2 separate regions of the Mus musculus genome follow, and region 1 is linked to region 2. A link is a contact called in public HiChIP or PLAC-seq data. All regions are on one chromosome and are shown on one strand. Each heading gives the region's core, a stretch centred on a gene start, on an enhancer-like site or on the middle of the called end of the contact. The rest is flanking DNA. Distances are from core to core; before and after follow the strand shown.

Region 1 (5,070 bases), core at 1,545-4,044, 380 kb after region 2:
AGATCATAACACAGCTTTTCCCTTGTGATTCCCTTCAGCCCACATCTGCCTAGTCCTTCTTTCTATGCTCCTTGCTCATCACCATTGCCCGCGATGTAGCCACTGTGCTGACATGCCTTTCTGCTGTTCATCCTTCCACAGAAGGGGAGCCGGAATCACAGACAGGACCCAGAGGGCCTCGCCTCACACCTAAGCTTTGCCATTATTATTATTATTATTATTATTATTATTATTATTATTGATACCGGGTATCACTCGGTAGCCCAGACTGCCTGAAACTCAGTGTGCAGGCCGGACTGGTTTTGAACTAGAAAGGATTCTTCTGTCATTCTCAGTCCTGAATGGTGGAGATATAGGTGTGGACAAGCATGCCCAGATTGGAGGCTGTGCCTTGAGAAGTCACTTTCCTGTCCGCCCCCATAGCTTGCTTGTTTCTTTCATCTCCAGAGCTGCTGCTCTCTACCCACACCTTCCAGTCAGGCCAGCTCGACCTCTGCTGTTCTTCCAAAGGATCATGGGGTTTTGCCCAGTCTATATGTCTAACCCTGTAGTCCTTGAATCTCCATGACCTCCCCCACAATCGAGAGCCTCCAAGACTTCTTGAAGGACCATGCTACCCTTTTTCCTTCTCTGCCACCCCCACTGTGGCTCCTCCACAGAGGTGACAGGGGACCAGCGGCTGCTACAAATCCCAGGAGCCAATGACAGTGAAAGCTAAAGTCTAATTGTCCCCAGTTCCTATCCCTCTAATCCCTTTTCATACAACACACCTGGGTGTTTATTTGGCTCCAACCTCCCAGGTCTCAGCTCTTGCCTAAACCAGTATCCCTGGACCATCTCTAACTTCAAATGACCTAGCCTTCCCCACAGAGCCACATGGGGCTATCCCTTCTCCGTAATTTCCCTCACCCAGCCCTTAGTGAGATCTTTAACATGGAGCTAAAACCTTAAACGACCTCTGAGTTGTCCAAGCTCCTTCTGAGGCCCTATAGTCAACTTTGTGCTTGTTTTACTTTTATTAAAGGGCCCACTAATTATATGAGAGTCTGCTTCTACAAAAGCCTGTCTCATCTATTCTATGCTTTCTTCTTACAGGACTTAACCACCCTCTATCACACTGTACTTTACTTAGAGGGCTTGCCACAGGCGCAGATGCAAGAGAACAGTTCATGTCACTGCCATTGTTAAATCCTCAGGAATTTCTGTGAACTGGATGTAAAACCCTTACTGTCTTCTCTGCTAGTTAGTTTTAACATCAACTTGATACCTAGGATCATCTGGAAAGACAGCCTGAGAGTGGAATTGTCTAAAACATCTTGGTCGGTGGGCATGTCTAGGAGGGATTTTCTGGTTAACTGAGGGTGGGCTATCCACCCTGAATGTGTGTAGCACCATGTCTCTGGACTGTACATGAAAGCTAACCCAGAGCAGGCAAGCAAGCAGCATGGTTTCCTGTTCTTGGCTGTATATGTGAAATGTCTAGCACCTCGAGTCCTTGCCTTGACCTGACAGAAATTCCAGAACTGTGACCTGGAATCGTGAGCCACATGCAACCTTCTTCCCCGGTGCTGCTTTTTAAAAATCAGGGTGTTCTTTACAGCAACAGAACACATCTAGACTTTGTTGGTAAGCATGGCGGGCACGTTTAGCCCAGGAACATGTGCAGAAGCTATGGGCCAAGGACACATCTACACTAGGTCCAGCTGTTAAGCAGCACTATATGGATACAGGAGAGGACCCTTTCCCAAGCTTACTATACGGTCTCAGAGTGGCCATACACCAAGAACCAGGAGAGAACCGGATGTCCTCAAGACACTGAGGACCAGGAGACCACCCAAGGGAAAATTTCCTCAAGAAGCACTCCCCTTCCCTTCTCCCCGCCCCACCCCCCAGAAGTGAAGCAGGGAGTTGGCCTCACCCTCTATGTCCTGACAAGATTATTTTGAGGATCTGAGGTTAAGTGACAAGAGTATGGAGAGAATGGGACAATTAAACGATTAAGTCTCTTGATCTGGACTAGGTGTGGATAAAATGAATGTTGTGGCTTTTGTTGTTGTTTGTCAGGACAGGGTCTCACTATGCAGTGCTGGCTTGGCTGTCCTGGAACTCGCTCTGTAGATCAGGCTGGCCTCAAACTCAAGAGATCCACCCGCCTCTGCCTCAAGGCATGTGCCACTACCACCCAGCTGTGAATGCTGTGTCTTAAAGCAAGCAAGTGTCTGGGTGTCGTGGTTCGTGTTGTAAGTGTAGTTGGAAAGCTAAGGCAGGAGGACTGCCCCATGTCTGAGGTAAGCCTGTGTTGCATAGTGAGTTCCAAGCCAGCTGTGGTTACTGACTGAGACCTTGTCTCAAAATGAAAGGCCAAGAAGGACTCTCCAAGAGTCCTTGGAGGCTTCAGTAAATCCTGGATTTAGGAATCGATATTGAATTCATCAATAGAGAGCTACATAAGCTAAAGAGAGTCTTGCCTCCCGAAGTCGTTAGCACCCACGCCAGAACCCAACCATCTCTGATCAGAAAGCGCAGGGCTTCAGGACTCTGACTTAGGACGCCTACAGACAATAGCAGACTGCCTAGGCAAGCTGGACCAAGCAGTTTCTGTAGGCTCAGAAGCTCCGGGACAGGTGACAACATTCGCCTTACATCAAGGCCCCGCCCCGCCCCGCCCCGCCCAAGACCCCACCCCACCACAAGGCCCCGCCCCATCACAAGGCCCCGCCCCATCATAAGGCCCGCCCAGTCACAAGGCTCTTCTGCGTCTCCCCAGCGGCAGGCGCAGGCCCAAGCAATCCGGCCGCCCAGCGGGTGCAGGTGCGGACGCACCGGCCATCACCGCGCGCGGCTGCGCAGCGGGCACCGTAAGCACCGGTCTCTGGCTCCCGGGAGCGGTGAGTCCCCCCCGACCAATCCCAAGAGTGTACCGCCGCCGTAGCCCCCCTGTCAGTCGGCCGTCCCTTCCCTGTGTTACTGAGCGCGACCGCCTCGGGTCAGTTGGTTCGGTCAGGACTCGCGGCCCGCTCACCCAGACTGGTGGCATCATTGGGGGTGGGGAGCTCTGGCGGCCCTGAGCAAGAGGGAGAGGGCGGCGCTCTGTAGCGGCCCAGACCCGAAGCCCAGCGACCCCCAACCCGACAAGACGACCAATCCACCCTCGGGGCGCATTCTGTGGCCACCGCCCCCTCCTCCGTCGTCCCCATCCCTGCTTTGTTCCCTTGAACGCCCTCTGGTCGCTTCCATCCCCCACACACCCCCGCACCCCTCTGTTCCTGGCGTACCCTACTAGCAGACACCTTAGCAGCCAATACAGGCCTGCATTCAGTACCCGGAGCTAGGGACATTCAGCCCTGTGCTTAAGAGGAGGGTCAGGGTTCCCGCTGGTCACAGATGGCCTGGGGATTTCCTCGGATAGAAATAGCCGCTAGCGCTGGCCCCTTCAAGCTGCTTAATAGGAGGGATAGGACGGGGAGAGCCAGGGCACACCCCCACACCTCTTTAGCCACTGCGCTGTGCCTCTAGACTCTTCGTTGCTGAGCTCTGACCCGAAAGACCCGCAGCGGTGAGAAGGCATCTCCCAAGCTCCAAGCTGAGGCTGACAGCCATCACTCTTCCTCCCATCCCCCACCCCAGGTCGAGCTAGAGGAGCCCCTTCCAAGGGGTCCACATCGGTCTCCCGTGCCCCACCCAACGCCTCCTTGTTCTGTGACTCCCTACAGCCCTGTACAAAGGTCATGGCCAGTTGTTTTTGTTGTTGTTGTTGTTTTCTTCCTTGGTCCGCAGCAGGTATGGCTGTCACTGGTTTCAGTCTCTCAGAGCTAACTGTTCTCTCTTTCTCCTCTAGGGGCAGCCACAGAACCCGAGGCCATGTCCCATGAAAAGAGTTTCTTGGTGTCTGGGGACAGTTATCCTCCCCAAAACATTGTGGGGCCCCAAGCCCCTATGCCTCCCTATGTTCAGGCTCCCTACCCTGGGGCCCCATACCCACAGGCCCCTTTCCAGCCCTCTCCCTATGGTCAGCCAGGATATCCCCATGGTCCCAGCCCCTATCCACAGGGTGGTTACCCTCAAGGGCCCTACCCTCAAGGAGGCTACCCACAGGGGCCATACCCACAGAGCCCCTTCCCGCCCAACCCCTATGGACAGCCACCACCCTTCCAGGACCCTGGCTGTAAGTGTAGGGAAGGGTAAGGGGCAGGGGCAGGGATTCAAGTGCCCTCAGGGGACACTGACCCAGCCTCTATGTCCCCAGCACCTCAGCATGGGAACTACCAGGAGGAAGGGCCTCCATCCTACTATGACAACCAGGACTTCCCTGCTGTCAACTGGGACAAGAACATTCGCCAGGCCTTTATCAGAAAGGTTGGGCCTGGCATATGTGTGGTGTGGGAGGAGCCACAAGGAGGCCGCCAAGGCGGGGCTCTGATTGGCTCCTTCCCCAGGTGTTCCTGGTGCTGACCCTGCAGCTGTCGGTGACCCTGTCCACTGTGGCCATTTTCACTTTTGTTGGGGAGGTGAAGGGCTTTGTCCGGGAGAATGTCTGGACCTACTATGTCTCCTACGCCATCTTCTTCATCTCCCTCATTGTTCTCAGCTGTTGTGGGGACTTCCGGCGAAAGCATCCCTGGAACCTTGTTGCTCTGGTAACTCTCAATCCCTGAGCCCAGTTCACCTAGGCCTGTGGGACAGGACAGGGAGGTTGGACAGGGTTGGACCAAGAGCAGCTCCCCACACCCAAGGCCCCCCCTGTGATCCTCTTCCGCAGTCGATCCTGACCGTCAGCTTGTCCTACATGGTGGGCATGATAGCCAGCTTTTACAACACGGAGGCAGTCATCATGGCCGTGGGCATCACCACAGCTGTCTGCTTCACGGTGGTCATCTTCTCCATGCAGGTGAGGGGGACCTAAGACAGGACGGTTGCCCCAGAGCCCTCAACACCCACAGTCTCACCTCTCTCCTTCCCTCCCAGACCCGCTATGACTTCACCTCGTGCATGGGCGTGCTCCTGGTGAGTGTTGTGGTGCTCTTCATCTTCGCCATCCTCTGCATCTTCATCCGGAACCGCATCCTGGAG
Region 2 (4,966 bases), core at 1,790-4,289:
CCTGATGAACTGGTTCTGGGATTTTTGTCCACACAAGATAATGTTTCCTTTTTGTCTGGATCTAATTTCTCTTTTGTCTGAATCTAACTTCCTAGTTTTGTGCAGTGGCACAACATTCCAGGGACACCAGAAATCACCTGCAGGGTAGGGCAGGGACCCCAGCTTCATCACTAGAACCTGCTACAAGAAAACACATAGCTTAGCATAGCTCGTGTCTTTAGCATTGTAAGTATGCTAATTCATACTGCAGAGCCTTCAGGGCAAGTCTCAGGCCAGGCACAGGGAGGCATGCGTAGTTGTGCACTTGCACACATACACACACACACACACACACACACACACAGAGAGAGAGAGAGAGAGAGAGAGAGAGAGAGAACAAGTCTTTAATGTAAAAGCCTAGAAGCAGCAGAATGGAGTACCTCACGAAGGGATAAAGGGCTCCATTGCCAAGACATCTCTGATCTCTGCCCTGGGTATCTCTAGCCAGATCCAAGGTCACAAGGCTTGCATTAGCAGGTGAGCAGAGCTTGGTTTACATCCCCTTTCCCCAAGGCAGGAAGGATGCTGATCCCTCAGGAAGAGAGAAGGCAAAGAAGAAAAGCCCCCTATGCCTAGAGCCAACAACCCCAGAACTTTTCACTTCAGATTACTTTTAAAGTACCGAAAAACGTGAACAAGGAATTGCATCAGCCAAGCTCCCATCTGGAGCAGTGCCCAATCTTCATCATGGAAGCATCACGTGTATGGGCCCCTCCGAAAGCGAGAGCCTACAAATCCCTTAGAGTCAGAATATGAATGAGCTTGAGTTCTGGGGTCCCAGTAGAGATCAGCTCGGTCTAGCAATATGTCCAAATGAAACGTTGGACTGCAAACATCCCTGAAGAGATGAGAGATGTCAATGAAGGGACCCGGCAGTAGCCTGTTTCCACCATGGCCAAGCCTGAGAGAGGGGACACTCTCAAGAGCCTTACATTAAGCTCAAGCCACACTGTTCCAATCCACAGCCTAAGAGAGGCCTTCGAGGGCTGATTATAAGCAACCATGTGCTGGAGGTTAAGTCCACAGCACCTGATACCAAAACACTATGGCCCTGAGGAGCCTGTAGCTGGGTTGAATGCTTCTACTAAACTCCAGATTTATTTAAAACTTTTTTTCTTTATTTTTATTTTATGCTTTGTCTCCTAGTATGTCCCTCTCTGTGTGTAAGGCCCTATGTGTGTGTAGTGCCCACGAAGGCCAGAAGGACTCACTGGATCCTCTGGAACTTGGTCACCAGCTACCATATGAGTGTTAGGAACTGATCTTGAATCCTCTGTAAGACTGCATATGCCCTTAACTGCGGGGCCATCAGACTGCACATGCTCTTAACTGCAGGGCCATCTCTATAGCCCCCCAGGAGTCCAGAGCTTTTTAAGTAAATGTCGTTATTGAGAAGCAATTCATATATCATACACTCGAGCCATTTAAAAGTGCATAATTCTGTGAGTCTAGTATATTCAAACATGTACAGGCAGGGTGGCTCATGCCTTTAATCCCAGCATTCACGAGGCAGAGGCAGGTAAATCTCTGTGAGTCCCAAGATAGTCTTGTTTATTTATTGAGCTTCAGGCTAGCAGGGGATACATAAAGAGACCCTGTCTCAAAGTTAAATTAAATAAACAAATGCATACATAAATAAACTCGTGTGGCTACTGCCCACACCCCAGGACACTGGCAACCATGAACAGTTGGCTTACTTGGGGGATTTCATACAAAATGGCTTGCACAGTGATGTGTCATTTTTTTGTTTGTTTGTTTGTTTGGTTGGTTGGTTGGTTGGTTGGCTTGGATTAGTTTTGGTCTGGCTTCTTCCGCTTGTGGCCGTGTTTTCAGGGTTTATCCACATTCTGCAATGTGTCTTATAGGTGTACTCAAGCTTCTCAGTAGCCATGCAAGCGCCCTATTGAGGGTTGGTGACAGAGCTTGGTCATAGGGGGCTTTCTTGCCTAGTGTGTGCAGGGCCCAGAACTGGACAAAATTTTAATCTATGTATGAATTGATTGTCATTCAGGTCACTTGAGGGTTATCTGCTTGACTCTTTAAAATGTTACCATGGAAACTGGAGAGATGGTGCAGGGGTTAAGAGCACTTGCTGCTCTTACAGAGGACGGGGACTCAAGTCCTGGCACCCACATATGGTGCACTTGCATATATGCAGACAAAACACTCCCACACGTGGGATATAAGTTTTTAAAATCTCAAGAGGAAAATTTAAACTCTACAGCAAACATTGGTGTAGGCATATCTGTTTGACCTTCTGTTTGCTGTATGAGAAACACTTCACCATTGATAGCCACAACCCCAAGATGACCTCTTGCTTTGGATATGCACCTACAAGTCCAATTGCTAGGTCACCTGGTAACTCTACATTCACCCGTTTGAAAAATTGTGGATGTATTCTAGAGCAGCTCTGTTTTCAATTTCCTGTCTGCAAGGACCATGGGGTTTGCTTTACTGCTATTTACTTAGGATGTCAGCCAGCAGAGTAGCTTTGATGCTATCTAGTTTTGATTTGCATTTTCCTGATAACTAATGGTGTGCTTGCTGGCAACTGGTTCAGTTGTGTATTCCTAGAGAAGTCCATTCAGATCTTTTACTATGGCCCAGGTGTTTAAGAAAGAATAAGTGAAGCCTGGTGGTGGTGGCGCACGCCTTTGATCCCAGCACTTGGGAGGCAGAGGCAGGTGGATTTCTGAGTTCGAGGCCAGCGTGGTCTACAGAGTGAGTTCCAGGACAGCCAGAGCTACACAGAGAAACCCTGTCTCGAAAAAAAAAAACCAAAGGGGGGCGGGGTGGGGGGGAAGCGCTGCGAACTTGGAGGAACCCGAACTAGAAGAAAGCGAAGCTCCCGGATCGCAGGGAATTCCCGAAGCCCAGGCGGGCTCCGGGGAGGAGGAGGAGGAGGAGGCTAGGGCAGGCTGCGCAGCTGTTCCGGGAGGGAGGGCTCCTTGAAAGCACCGCGCCCGCTACGTCGGGCTGAAGCTTTACGGTTTCACTTTTGTGTCCTGCCGCCTGAGTTCCGCTCTTGGTCGTGGCTCCCGTTGCTCCCGGGTTGAGCAGACAATAGACCCCTCCCCGGCATCCCAGCAGGTCCTCGCTTCGCTTGGTGGACCCAGATACCTCGGCAGGGGTGAAAAATCGAGGTGAGCCACCCTGCTACCCAGCTCTTCCAGAGCCCAGCCGCCCCTCCTCTATCTAGTGTGGTCTACGCTATGGCCTGGATGCTTGCTTGTTGAGTTGGGGATTTAGCCCTTCCCAGAAGCCCCACTATACCTTGAAGACAGTTTGAAGGGGCCCTAGCAGCTAGGGTCTACCCTCTATGGAGGTCACCCACTAGTGATACAGTGGGACAAGCCTGGTTTGGACTTGACACTGGGGCGGGAAGAGGGGACCGAGTGGGGGGAGGGGAAGGAGGGGGGACTCTCTAGGCTTCTGGGATGATTCCTTGACCCATAAGTCCCTCCCTGATCACCAAGGGCCTTCCTGCCTCACTCTCCACCGTTAGCCCAGAGACCCAGTTTCCTAGGTGTAGAGTTGTTCCTCCACAGTGCCCAGGTTGTCTGTCCCAGGCCTGTTTTGGCCTCTGACCCATGAAAGTTCAATCAGGTCAGGTAGCTCACAGAGCTGTACATGAGAGCCCTGGAGGAAACCACTGAGCCCTGGAACACTGGCTTTGCTGTGGGCTCCTGTGCTAAATCCCTTAGAAGTGGGGGCTTGTGTTCCTTCCCCAGCCTTGGCCCTCAGCCAGGGAGAGCAACAAGGTATCTTAGACTTTAGCAATTGGCCAAAGGCTATGCACAGTAATTAATGATGTAGATAGTATAGACCTACTACAGACTACCTCCTCCTCCTCCTCCCCCTCCCCCTCCCCCTCCCCCTCCTCCTCTTCCTCCTAAGTGCTGTGGCCCCAAGGAGAGACAGATAGGCGAGCCACGGAGTGAATCGTGTCTGTGTTGTGTTGGTCGGGCAGGAATGTGCCAGGACTAACAAGGCAAGGCTACTTTGAAGGGATGGGGTTCCTGAGTGCTGGAGGAACTAAGTACGGAGCCCTGCCGTCTGCCCCCAGGACCATGCCATCGGCCTTTGAGAAAGTGGTCAAGAATGTGATCAAGGAGGTAAGCGGCAGCAGAGGCGATCTCATTCCGGTGGACAGCCTGCGGAACTCCACCAGCTTCAGGCCCTACTGCCTTCTGAACAGGAAATTTTCAAGCTCAAGGTTCTGGAAACCCCGTTATTCATGTGTCAACCTGTCAATCAAGGACATCCTGGAGCCCAGTGCTCCAGAACCAGGTATCTTCTTTCCCATCTTGATCCCCCAAGATTGAACAGAAGGGAATGGGCAAAGCCCAGCCTGCCATCTAACTGGGCATGTTCAACTCTACTCCTCTGGTCCTATTTCCAGAGTAGGGAGGTTTTTTTTTTTAATTAATTAATTTATTTATTTATTTTACGTATGTGAATACACTGTAGTTGGACAGATGGTTGTGAGCAATCATGCAGTTGCTGGGAATTGAACTCAGGACCTCTGTTCCCTCCAGCCCTACTTGCTCTAGCCCAAAGATTTATTTATTATATGTAAGTACATTGTAACTGTCTTTAGACACACCAGAAGAGGGCGTCAGATCTCATTACAGACGGTTGTGAGCCACCGTCTATAGAACCCGTGGAGTCCCAGAGTGGTCAAGGGGGTACTGACCTGACAGGAGACTGAGCTGCTTACCGATGGAACGTAGTGCTGTGGTTGCTGGGATTTGAACTCAGGACCTTCAGAAGAGCAGTCAGTGCTCTCAACCACTGAACCATCTCTCCAGCCTGAGTAGGGAGTCCTTTAAAGGTCCCATCACTACAGAGGAAAGACAAGGCAGTGGCTCCTGGACTAGGACCTTAGAGCTGGTCTCGTTTTAGAACCGGAGTGTTTTGGCTCCTT

The links. HiChIP or PLAC-seq counts read pairs in DNA pulled down with a chosen protein or histone mark.
Region 1: a contact with region 2 is called in a FOXA1 HiChIP or PLAC-seq map of pancreatic cancer cells. The contact joins the promoter of Grina here to the promoter of Gsdmd in region 2. A contact is called at or near these places in 1 of 39 promoter capture datasets (cranial neural crest) and 2 of 115 datasets of contacts at active chromatin or transcription factors (memory CD8 T cells and pancreatic cancer cells).

Annotation. Positions count from the first base shown.
Region 1 is chr15:76,244,013-76,249,082 of GRCm38.p6, forward strand. Grina (glutamate receptor, ionotropic, N-methyl D-aspartate-associated protein 1 (glutamate binding)) reads left to right here and starts at 2,795. Exons shown (of 7, transcript NM_023168.3): 1 at 2,795-2,888; 2 at 3,839-4,165; 3 at 4,247-4,356; 4 at 4,437-4,637; 5 at 4,760-4,888; 6 at 4,966-5,070. The coding sequence starts at 3,862. Mir6953 (microRNA 6953) reads left to right here and starts at 4,179; the gene lies at 4,179-4,246.
Region 2 is chr15:75,859,300-75,864,265 of GRCm38.p6, forward strand. Gsdmd (gasdermin D) reads left to right here and starts at 3,040. Exons shown (of 11, transcript NM_026960.4): 1 at 3,040-3,182; 2 at 4,106-4,329; 3 at 4,945-4,966. The coding sequence starts at 4,110.